2 separate regions of the Mus musculus genome follow, and region 2 is linked to region 1. The links are chromatin contacts, called in public HiCAR-type maps. All regions are on one chromosome and are shown on one strand. Each heading gives the region's core, a stretch centred on a gene start, on an enhancer-like site or on the middle of the called end of the contact. The rest is flanking DNA. Distances are from core to core; before and after follow the strand shown. Region 1 holds the start of Dusp22 (dual specificity phosphatase 22). Region 2 holds the start of Gmds (GDP-mannose 4, 6-dehydratase).

Region 1 (6,315 bases), core at 2,336-4,835:
GCCTAGGAGAGAGGCTTCATGTTTCCCTATTTTTTTCCCCACTATGGGAACTAGCACTGAGCCTAGGCAGCAGCAAGTGTGGAGCAGTACAACTTGAATGGTGGATGGTTGGATGGATGAATAACACAGCCAAGTTAGCTGGTGACAATGGAAACAGTGCTTAGCAGGACAAAAATGTGAGACTTCCAGCTCCTCCCCATACTTAAACAGTGCTTCCCACAGGATTAAACCCACTCCTTGATAATTAATTACTCAGTTCCAGCTCTAATAAGTCTCAGGGGATTCTGAGACAAAGAACACAAGACCAGAGAGGTAGGCAACTGGGAACAAGTGTCCCCCACTCCCCTGGAGGGGGGGGAGAGGGACACCGCAAGGTCCAGAGATTTGGGGTTGCCCCAGTATAGGAGAACACAAATGGCACCCACTGGCTAGAGGCCTATCTAACTCCCTGGGATAAGCAAAGGCCTCCACAGCAAACAAATGTTGTCCCAGACGCCGGGTTAGCAGTTGCTGAGGACCCTTCCCTATGCCAGGAGCGTGCACCCCTTTGGATGACAATCCTTTCCTCACTCCTTTTTCGTCTTACACAGAAAGTCATTCTAAATACATGTCAGCCACATCCGAGCCACCACTATGCTCAGCAGTGGACAAAACCAAGAACTCTGATCACAGAGCCCATGTACTACTTACAGTTTGTAAAAATTCACCTAAAATTCTCCTTTGCTTTTCCTAAGAATTTGAGTAGTGACTGGGAGAGGCATTGTTTTACACATCTGAGAGAGAAAACGGAGACTGGATTATGCTAACCACTGAAGGTCTTTTAGTTTTAAGCATCTATGAATCCAGGAAGCGAAAACTGGACTTTTTGATATCCCTGCCCTCTTAGCAACAGAGGGCTTCTCGTGGAAAATCCCAGCTGAAGGGAGAGTAGGCCTCCCACTAAATGCCAGGACAATATCCTTGTCTGCCAGGAAAGGCACAGGGTAGGAAGAGACCACCCGACTAGTCAGGAGAATGCTCATGAGCTAAACAATACTGGCAATGTCTGGAGGAGAAGATATCAGAGCCTGAGGTCCTTATTTCCTGTCCCCAAATGACACTCTTAAATTCCAAGGCATCACACAATTTGCCTGTAATCTTAGAATCACATCTCCATCACTAGCATCTTCTCTTGATTCGGTAAGTACATTGTTTTTTGCCGGGTGTGGTGGCACACACCTTTAATCCCAGCACTCGAGAGGCAGAGGCAGGTGGATTTCTGAGTTCAAGGCCAGCCTGGTCTACAAAGTGAGTTCCAGGACAGCCAGGGCTATACAGAGAAACCCTGTCTCGAAAAAACAAAACAAAACAAAAAAAAAACCACAAAAAACAAAAAACAAAACAAAACAACAACAAAAAACTACATTTTTTTTTCCTTTTCTTTTCCCAACTAGGGAAAAACAGAAACCCTGCTCCAGGTCAGACAATAACACATTAGAGACCTCTGGGTAAGGCTCTTGGTTACCAGCATCCAGTAATTTACCTCGCTGCTTCCTTGTCTTGTAATTCCGGTGATACCTTCTGATCTCAGATTAAGATGTTTACTCTACCAGGGAGCTTTTGCCTGGGCTGAAGATTACCCTCCTTTGGGATGACATCTACTTTGCTTACACACTAGAAGTTATCTTTAGAGCCTGATAAACTCCCCTAGCCCCATCCATCCCATACACGGGTATGGGGACATAGTAATCTGGGGTAGGCAGCGCCTGTTAGCCAATGGTTGGTTTTTGAGCATTTAAAATGTAGCAAGTACCTAATGAGAATTTAAGACTCCACAGGGAAAAAAAAAAAAGGTATTGCATAAATAATTTATTTATTGGTTGCGTGTTAAAATACTTTAAATATTCTCAGTTTAATAATATTCTTTACATGGTGATCATCTGTTCTAACTCTTCAAAGAAATTTCACTAGGAAAATGTAAATGATGTATCTGGTTCACATTATATTTGTACTGAACAAGCAGTGTCCTACATTGAGGAGGTCTGTAACAGACTTCTTGGTCCTTTCTGCTGGCTTTCCTCCCTCTGTTCCCAAAAGCACTACACCTAACATATATTCAGTACAGACTGTAAGTATTGAACCACTGAACATCTACATTTCTCTGTCCGTATAGTTTTCCATCTCTACACTAGAAACTGTGTCTGTACAAGCTGGTTATGATAATAAAATAGTCAAGGAATCTACTATAAGAAGTAAATAGCACAATGTGGATATGAATACTGCCACCTTCGCTGAGAAGTATGAAAAGAATATCCCTTAGGCAATCAATCACTTGTATACCTAAACCCATTCTTTCAATTAGAATATAAAATACTAGAAACCAAATGCAGAAAGGGACAGTAAACAGTGGCGCCAACTAGAAATGTCAAGGGAAAGCAAGCAGAGTCTGTCAGCCCCAGGCGGACATCTTCAACCGGTCTAATTTTAAAAGCAGAAAGCTCAGAGCGATGACTGATCCCTGTGCTAATGGGAACATAATACAAGCATATATTCATGAGAGGGAGTTTGTTTCAAATTTGATCACTGGCGAAAATAATAATAATAATAATAATAATATAATAATAATAATAAAATAATAAAATCCTAGTCACCAACACACAAAAGTCACAACGCACAAAAACATGGAGACTGTGCAAGGAGCATGCAGGCTTCCATCAAAGACATGTTCGTTCCCTCCTCGGTCTTGGATCTCTGCCTCAATAATCATTCCCATGGAAGTAACTAAACCACTGCAGAGCCCCTCGCCACAAAGCAGAGACAAATGTGAAAGGGTGAAGAAAGAAGGGGAGAAAGCGAGCCACACCGTTAGAACCTATAAACATGATGGATAAAGTAAGTGGAGACAAGATGGGGGGTAACACCAGAAGCTAACCAAACCCAGGACCATTTAAAATACTTGTAGAAGTACTTGTCTTAGTCCTGGGCATCCAGAGCCTTAGTAAGATTTCTCTTTGAACCAGCAAGTTCCTTAACCTTGAGACTGACACAAATAGAACCCGGAGGACTGTCACCGCCAGATCATCCTCAATCTAGGGGGTAGGGGTGAGAAAACCGGCCCAGAAGGTTTGGGCCACCACAGGGGCAAAGAAAGAGTTTCTAGAAGGCCTTGCGGCCACAACAGCCAGCCAACAGGTTGCCCTAAGGAAGCCCCACAACCCAGGGTCAACCAGCTCCAGACACCGAAAGCCATGTCAGTTCTAGGGTTTCCGTGAACTTCCCCCACCAGAGTGGCTTATCTGTGCACGCGCACACAAATCTGGGGAAAAGAGGAAATTACAGAAGCCGCCCATCTGGCCCGGTTCACCAATGCTGTGGGTGGCAGACGTCAAGGGGCCCGGTCTCAGGGGAGGGAGACAGACCAGCTCCAGCATGGGTCCCCCGCTCTCAAAGGGGCACGCTGTGCGGGTCAGGGCTGCGGAGGCTGCAGAAAAGAGGGTGCGGCCGGGACCGGACGTTACCTGGCTCATCCCACTCCCCATGGCCGCGCCGGGCTCGCCGCTCCGCGCTCGCGGGAGGAGACCGGGCGCGCAGCCGGGCGGGCAGGCGGGCGGGGCAGCGGGAGGCGGCGCCAGGGCGGCGCTCGCTGCGCGCTCCACCCGGGACGCGGCATTACTGTCCGGCCGTGCGGACGTCGGGGACAGCGGCCCTCGCCCCCGCGGCCGGACGCCCAGCGCGCACGCGCTCGTGCTCGCGCATGAGCCCCAGCCTACAACCCTGCAGTTTGCGCACGCGCGCCGGGTGGGGGGTGGGGTGGACGGAGGCAGGCGCAGCGGTAGGGGGGTCCCCAAGTCCCTAAAGGCGGTTTCCCCTGGGGCTCCCTGGTGCCAGTTACGGGCAGTGTCTCAGGCCTTGACTCCCCTGTTAGAGGGGCTCCCCTGTCTGGGTTTTCTGAGCCAACAAGGCGGGGGATTCCTGTGGGCCCTGCCCCACCCAACTCAGACCGAGAAGGAGCATGCTCTGGGAAAGGTGGGCTAGGTGACTCACCTCTGCAGAGACGTGACCCTGGTCGAGGAGAGGAACCCAACTGTCTCTAAATGGTCTTTTTCAGGGCAGTGTGTTGCAATGACTACCCCCAGAAAGCCCCCACGTACCTGCACTGCGGTTTTGTCTAGCGTGTGCATGCATTCTAGCATGTGGGCCATCTATCATCCTTGGTAATTTTTTTTTCCCCGAGACATCTGTGTAGCCCTGGCCCTGGCTGTCCTGGAACTCACTTTGTAGACCAGGCTGGCCTCGAACTCAGAAATCCACCTGCCTCTGCCTCCCGAGTGCTGGGATTAAAGGTGTGCACCTGGGATTAAAGGTGTGCACCACCGTGCCTGGCTTATCCTTGGTAAAATTTTAATTTCCTTTATAGGCACTAAGACCTGGGGGTTTGAACATCCCTTTCACTTGGGTAACCCAAGACCCTCAGAAAACACAGATACTTAACATTACTATTTAAAACAGTAGCAAAATTACAGTTATGAAAATAATTACAGTTATGAAAATAATTTTATGGTTGGGGGTCACCAAGTTATGAGTAGCCATATTAAAGAGTCACAGCATTAGGAAGATTGAGAACCACTGAACTAAAGGTTTCTCATTTCCATTTTGTATTCTTGACAACGCCCTACACCCAGTAGATGCCAGTACTTGTTGAATGAAGATAATGCCATGTTTCAAGCCCAATTCTGCTGGCCTTAGATCACCCTCCCCCTTCCTGGAATCAGCCCCAGGGGCTGCTCTGTTTTTTCTTAGACATCCTAGGCTTGATCTTACACAGGGTCCTGTGTTACTGACATCTCAACGCCCAATTCTTTGCATAGCTTTTTTGAGGTCTTAGTACAAAGGTCATCTCCCCATAGATTCTTCTCTCAACTAAAGCATCCAGTTTATAAGATATACTCCAGGTACCTATGACATTACTGTGTCATATTTTTTTCATACACTTAGGATCAGAAATTATACTTAATTGCTTAATATTGACCTATCTCATAAGCTAATAACTTCCTGAAAGAGGTCTTTCTGTCTTATTCACTACTTAGTCATATGTCTTCTGGGGCAGAAGCTAGCATAACATAGACTAAACATATGCCAAAATAATTAATGGGGATCTTGGCTGAGAAACCAGTGGGGAGGTTCTAAAAACAAACAAACAAACAAACAAGCAAGCCAGCCAGAAAAAAAGAACTGCTGTTGAGCTGGCCTAGCTGGGAAAGTTACTCACTGCCAAGCCAGATGACCTGAATTTTGTCCCTGACAACCACACAGTGGAAAGAGAGAACCAAGTTTTGTAAGTTGTCCTCTGACCATAGTTATGAGTGCACACACACACACACCCTAATAGATAAATAAAAATAAATAGTAAACAAAAAATGTGAAGAAAAGTATTTAAAAATTTAGAGTGCTAATAAATATTTGGGAAGAGCTTGACTCTGTCTAGTATGGTTGCTCTCCCTGTACACTCGTGTCCTGGGCAATACAAGGCACTCCCCCCACCTTCCCTTCCCTCCCTCAGTGTGCACTTGCATTGTTTCCTCCCTGGGGGATGAGATTCTGGTCTACTTCTGCTCCTCCTCTTTACAGGACTGGTCCTGCACTATCACCCTCTCATCCTCTTCCTCCTAATCACATGGGAAACCTACCCCCTCCCCTCTGTACCATAGTGTCATTATGCAATTATGCCTGCTGCTTAGAATCAGCATAGTTAAGGGACTCTAGTAGGGAAATCCCATGGTCAGCTTCTATCCCCAACTCCTAGAAAGATCATGGACCAGATGAGTCACTTTCTCAGCATTTGCCTCCTTACACGATCACTAGATGATGTGTTTAAAAGCAACTGGCCAGTGTTTATTCCTCTTCCTTCTCTTTAGGCTGTTGTTTTCAATAGAAAGGTGGACTTCTCCAAGCACAATTTGTTTATAGGTTGGTCTACACCCGTAAATCACAAGCGCAAATCATGTTTTTTCATCTGCCATCTATTTGGAATACTTCTCTCTGTGCCTATGCTTCTGTTGCTGTTATTGTTAATATTATTACTATTATACTTTAGATGACGAATTCCTCATTCCTGTCCCCTGACAGTCAGAGTTAGCATTCCTGCCTGCATTTGACTCTGCTCTTTCTAGCATACTCATCTCAAATCCTCAGGTTTCGTTTTTGAGAAGAGGAGGGAAAAAAAGAGCATCAGAAGTCGAGAGTCCGGTGGGTGATGGGCTGACTGATCAGTTGCTATTGCTTGATTGATTGCGAGACTTTCTTAACAAGAGTCTTTGTCTCCTCTCACTCCCTAGC
Region 2 (6,315 bases), core at 1,080-3,579, 1.7 Mb before region 1:
CCCCTTTGTCTGTAAGGAGATGTATTGTGTCTCTCTATTATTTCATATATTGAAGTGTAAGACTTCATCACCTCAAGACTGAGTCTTTAAAAAAAGGCAATGGGGGGGGGCTATAGTTTAGTTGGTACAGTATTTGTTTAGTATATACAATATCCTTGGTTTGATCCCTGGAACCACATAAGCATGGTGTAGTGGTCCATGCATATAATTTGAGTAAGCAAGAGGTAGGGGCAGGGGGAAAGAAACTTAAAGTCATTCTTGGCTATATAATGAATTGCAGGCCAGCAGCCCTGGGCTACATGAGACCCTGTCTAAAAATAAAACAAAGGAAACCATAAATAAATAAATAAATAAATAACCAAAATCACAAAACAAAAAACTTTATAAAAATAATTAAAACAAAAAGTAATTGGTAATTGGATACCTTTTATTTTTAATTACTTTGTTTACTATTTTTTTCTTTTAAATGTGTGGCCGAGGAGAGCTTGTAGGACTTCATTCTCTCCTCCCAGTATGTGGGTATAGGTATTAGATTCAGGATGGCAAGCGCCTTTACCTACCAGGCCATCTGGCTGGCTGGGAGCTATGGTCTTTAAATGGAAATTAAGGTAATGTGGGGTCATTAGGGTGGTTCCTAATGAAAGGGAGTCACTGTCCTTACAATAGGAAATTGGAACGCAAGCACATGGAGAGGAAGTGTGTCATGACCAGATGCAAGGTGACATCTACAAGCCAGGAGACAGGCCTCAGAGGAAGTCAACCCCGATCTTGAATATCCAGATTCTAGGATGGTAATAAAGGAAATACCGGTTGGATGTTTAAGGGACACAGTTTTTTATTTCTGACAGTTTGCAATATCTTCTTTACTATTTTTGCATTTCCAGGCCCTAAAAAATATTGGTTTTATTTGTTTACTTTTGTACTATTGGGCATCAATCCCATTAGGCAAGTGCTTTACCACCAAGCCATAGCTCAGCACATCCAATACATATTTGATTTTTATGATTTTTTTCTGTTAAATTTTTTACTAGACAGATAAATTCCTAGTATTCATTAGTATGATAGAAGGTGTCAGACCTACAGAACAAATGGGACATATCTCTCCTAAGTATTCATTTTTTTCTATTTATCCTTACATTACAACATATTTACATAAAACTAAATCAATAGTTAAAGATCATCTAGATTTTAGACATTTCTTGCCTTAAGGAATATATTTCCCCAACTTCTAGGTCTCATTTTCCATATAGAATGCGCTAGAGGAAAGGTAAAAATATTAAACCAGACAAGCCTATGTATAAAGTTTGGAATGTTTCCGAGGAGTTTGGGCACTCTGGTTTTGGAACTACAGGTTTGTATCATATCTAGCAGGTTCTATTGGGCCCTGTCCTAGTAGCTCAGTTTGCAAAGGGAAAGACGGTTTGAGGATGTTTATTGGAGAGATAAGCTGGACAGTATGTGTGTACGTGTGTATGTGTGTGTGTTTCTTCCCTACACCCTTGTCCCTATGTCTGAGTCCTTTGTCAGCCTTTCTCAGTCAGTGAATCTGTCAGTGTGCATGCACTAAATAGAAACAAGTTCAAAAGACACTGCAACAACCCCACCTCATGAAATTTGTACAGGTTTTACTGACCTGTGGATTTTTGTCAATTGTTTCCTTATGCAGGATGGGGGCGGGGCCAGAAACTTCCAGCCCTCGAAGTAAATACTGTTCCTTGAACGGAATTACCGGGAACCCCCAAACTAGTCCAAACATTAGCAAACTGCTAATGTTCACAGAAGATTCACAGGTTAGAGTAGCCTTGAAACTCTAGTGCCTTCGAGAAATGTTAAAACTGACCTGCTCACAAAGACAATGAAGCAGATTTCTAGAAATTTAATAAGGTCGATGACTCCAGCCTTGGATACCTAGATTTGGATTTCAGAGCTCTTTCCTACCGAGAAGGTCAGCTCGTCATTCCTCCTGGCATCATGGGGCGATATGAGGATTCCCGGAGACCGAGGCCCATGCAGGCCATATCCTCTACTCTGACCGCAGACTTACATCCTTCCTCTTCCAGGGGCCCGGCGCCCTCAGGCCCCGCCCCCAGAGAGGCGTGGCTCAGCGCGGAGACCCCGGCAGGGGCGGAGCTGTCGGGGGCGCTGCTGACGCGTCGCTGCTTGGGCGAGTGACGCGGCGCCAGCCAGGCCTCAGCCCGGCTCGCGCCGCCCGCCCCGACTAAGCTGGCCCGCCCCTCGCTCCACGCCCGGCCTCCCGCGCGCCCTGTCAGACCGTGGCGGCCGCTGCAGCTCCGTGAAACGACTGGCGCGCGCACCCTGGTCCCTGCCGGCCCGCGGCTCGTTCCACTCCGCCTTCCTCTCGGCCGCACGCTCACCCGCCTGAGGCGACATGGCTCAAGCTCCCGCTAAGTGCCCGAGCTACCCGGGCTCCGGGGATGGCGAGATGGGCAAGCTCAGGAAGGTGGCTCTCATCACTGGCATCACCGGACAGGTGAGTGCGGGGCGGGGACGAGCGGCCTGTAGCCCGGGGGCACGTGGGCCGCCTCCCCGCGCAGGGCCGCTGTGCCACCGGGAACTGCGCTCCACGAGTCCCGGAAGGTGTGAGCGGCTGCGGGATGGGACAGCTTCAGCCCCAGCAGCATGGCTCTCTGATCCTTCTGGGGGTGTGAGCTGGTGGTGCTAAGCAACCGGACCACTCTGCTCCACCTGTCCCCTGGGTGACTGTAGTTTCTTTCCTGGAGCCCAAGTGAGCTCTTGGAAGGAATTTCGTACTTTGTAGATCCTGGTGCAGGGAAGGAAAGGGGCGAGGAATATGTCAGTATGTGGAGTCCCAAAGTGAGACCGACTTTTCTAATTCCAAAGGCATGAACTCCTTGGGTGAGGTAATTAGGCTGTGCTGTCTTGAATGTTGGGACCCCATGGCCTATGCTAGGCATGACTAATTTATGACAGTCATCTCATAGAGGTATGGCAACAGATAAGGCTAACCACTGCCTTGTCAAGTTGTGTAGAGTGAGATTCAGGGGTGTTGAAGTAATGTCCTTGTTACTTGCTGTAGGGCATCTGTTTTCTGTGTATCCCAGGACATCTGATGGTGGTCAATGCTAAAGCGAAGATGGTAAAGATGATAATAAAGCTAATATGGCCCACACCAGCATACTTACCATATCGGAGTTACTTGGTTAATACTGACTAGTTAGCTTCCATACAACAAAGTCCTTATTTCCAGTTTAAGATTGAGGAAAATGAGTTTGAATTACCTGAAGCCCAACAGGTAGGAAGTGTATTGTTGGGGTTGGAAGTGGTCTTAAAGTTCTCTCGTTTTACCAAAGAGCAGATACACAGTTCCCAGACATTAGACTATTTCAGTTACTAGCTACTGATCATTCTTTCAGTTATCATTGCATCTTGTTTAAGGTACTTTCGATAAATAAACGTTTACCAACTAGTAAGATAGAAGAGGTAGGAAAAGGGTCCAGGGTTGAGGATAAAAACGTCAAGTCAGGGACTCCTCAGGGGTGCTCTACCATAGAACTGTGCACCCCCCCCCATGTCACCTCTCTTTTCTAATGCTAGAGATCTTTCAGATGGTTCTCTTTTCCCAAGTTTTCAGACTGGTTCTTAAGCCCAGATGTTAACTGCATTCACATACTCTCTAAAGTAAACTTTCACTTAGTATTATCAAGAAATTGAGTTAGGATGTTGTGTGCCATGTTAGTATGGCGTATAGCAATGTAAGCGGCCAGCATTTTGTATCAGTGCAGCTTAGAAGTGGAATCTCATTAAATAGTTGAAAACTGTTGTTTGGTAGATACTTCATGGGAAGGAAGCCTTGGAAGTGCCCACCACTCCTACCCCCAGCAAGGATTCTCCTGAAGTACTATCAATACTTAAAAATACCACTTCCTGACCAGGAGTTTTGGGTTTCTCATTTCATTTCAGACTCCAAACACCTGCTGTGCTTTCAGGTTTGAAAACTTAGATGCCTTTGAGCTCTGCCCTACTACCCATCACTTCCCTGACACATCACCTCCTTGACACTCCTCTGTATTTTTTTCCTTGCTTGCTTGAGTTGACCAGGTTTGTCAACAGCTTTAAGAAAAGATTTTCTCATTTTCATCCTAGTTCCTCCCACACGGCTTTAGGTAGTGGGCCTTGAAAAATGTTGACTGACTTTCACTACGAACAGAATGCATTTTTAATGTTCATCTGTAGTGTGCAGGCCTTTTGAGGCTGCTCTGGTACAAGCTATGTAATATATATCCTGTCCCTACTAAGATCTTTGAGGAGCTGAAGACAATGCATATGAAAAGGCAGCGCCTGTAGAATAGTATTACTCAAGACTGTAAGGGAAATTACAGTATGAGTGAGTATTCCCTTGTGCTTTTGCCAACTTGACATAAGTTAGGGTTATTTGGGAAGAGAAACCTCAGCTGAGGAAAATGCCTCCATTGGATTGCTTGTAGGCAAGTCTGTAAGGCTTTTTCTTGATTAATAATTGATATGGGTAGGCCCAACTCATAGTGGGACTGATAGGGACTCCTGAGACAGGTGGTCTGGAGATGTATAAGAAAGCAGGCTAAGCATTTCTCCATGGTTTCTGTTGAGTTTTTGTCTCTAGTTCTTGCCCTGACTTCCTTCAGTGATGGGGTATGACCTGAGGACTGTAATATCATCATGGCAGGGAGCATGGCAGTAGGCAGTTCTGGTGCTAGAGAAGTAGCTACATCTTGATCCATAGGCAGAGACAGAGACAGAGACAGAGACAGAGACAGAGGCAAAGAGAGAGAGAGAGAGAGAGAGAGAGAGAGAGAGATATCGTAGTGAAACACTGTCTTCTAGAAGGTTATATGTCTTAATTCTTCTCAAATAGCATCACTCTGTGACTACTAAGCATTCAGATATATAAGCCTACGGGGGCCATTGTAACTCAGACCAACCACCACAGTATCTTACCTGTCCTTGTGATTCTGAGTGGCTTTCTTTGTGTTATAGAGTCTATATATGCCTATCTAATGTGCTCCTGGAGCTGAATGTATTTTAGTATTGAGGAAGGAGTGCTGGGGATAGAGCTTTCTCAGTTTGTTATGGTTCTGGTCCTTGCCTATCCTTTGAAACAGGCTCTTATAAATCTTTTGCTAGACAAAAACCATTACTAGGTGTGTAGGCAAACCAAGATAATTTGGCTGTGATTCCTTGGCAGGAGTCTAATATAAGGAGTGAGGCATACCATTTACCTGTCAGCATTCTGGATGCTTGGTAGGTAATTATTTGGGCCAGGGTTCAGGAGTCATGAACTTTAGTAGAATGATTATGGAAGACTAACATTTTATATAGTTTGTATCACGTGACCCCAGATGGTACCTAATTTTAGAAACTATGTTTGCTGATCTCAAGAAATTTCTTTAAATGACAGTGTTCACTATGCAGTGCAGGCAGACCTGTAATTCACTTTGTAGCCTAGGCTGGCCTCAAATTCATAGCAATCTTCCTGCTTCGGCTACCTGAGTGCTGTGTGTAGTATAAATTTACAATCCTAATAAGCCTGTATAAAAGACACACAATCCAGATATTTTATTTATAAGTCTATGCCTAGATTGGGCATATCTAGGGCTACACTAACTTATTTCCCAGCTATAATGCCCCTTGTTACTTGCTATTTCTCCAGGCCATGCCATTCTGATCCATGGTGGCTTCCTCCTCCCCCCCACCCCCTACAATCCCCTCCTCTCAAACCTCCAGTCCTTTCCCCCTCTATTGCCCAGTCACAGGCTCTAGTCTTTTATTGACTGGTTAAATTGGGGAGAAGGTTCACAGGGCATCACTTGAGTATGTGAGCATCTGCTCATTGGGGGCAACCACATCTTAAGGAACCAGTATTTAGCATTAGAAATACAAGCAGCATCAGACCAACCCACTACAGCTGTGATTACATGTGTTAGTAGTTTGGTTTTAAAAGTGGCTATAAATCTGAGAAGTGCTTTTTATGCTCCTTGGGTACCATGATCAGCTAGTACAGAGAGCTACAGTTAAGGAGGCCAGAGAAGTGGAATACTGTGTCTCCTGACAGGCATGCTGACGCTCTACCTATTTTCCTCAGTTTTTCCCTGAGGGCTCTAACGGTAAAGAGGTAAAAGTAGTGAAGAGACACCTTTTCCCCCTATAAACTTCTTCGTACTGACCCTCAAGAGCAGTAGCCAATAATGAAATCCATTATTATTATTTTGGGGGTGGAAGAGTTATACCAGAAGTGAGGTTGGAAGTAGCTGATTCATGTGATTCTCCAAGGTAGTTATTGTCTGGGCTGTGCCTTGG

The links. HiCAR-type assays count read pairs that join an accessible place to other places.
Region 2: a contact with region 1 is called in a HiCAR-type map of astrocytes, with 3 times the contacts expected there. The contact joins the promoter of Gmds here to the promoter of Dusp22 in region 1. A contact is called at or near these places in 1 of 484 Hi-C or Micro-C datasets (embryonic stem cells) and 1 of 115 datasets of contacts at active chromatin or transcription factors (astrocytes).

The regions. Positions count from the first base shown.
Region 1 is chr13:30,657,329-30,663,643 of GRCm38.p6, reverse strand. Dusp22 (dual specificity phosphatase 22) reads right to left here and starts at 3,585. Exons shown (of 7, transcript NM_001037955.4): 1 at 3,498-3,585. The coding sequence starts at 3,518. It overlaps Gm35158 (a long non-coding RNA gene), which reads left to right and starts at 3,601. Exons shown (of 3, transcript XR_382157.3): 1 at 3,601-4,193; 2 at 6,315.
Region 2 is chr13:32,334,558-32,340,872 of GRCm38.p6, reverse strand. It overlaps Gmds (GDP-mannose 4, 6-dehydratase), which reads left to right and starts at 2,329. Exons shown (of 11, transcript NM_146041.2): 1 at 2,329-2,491. The coding sequence starts at 2,390.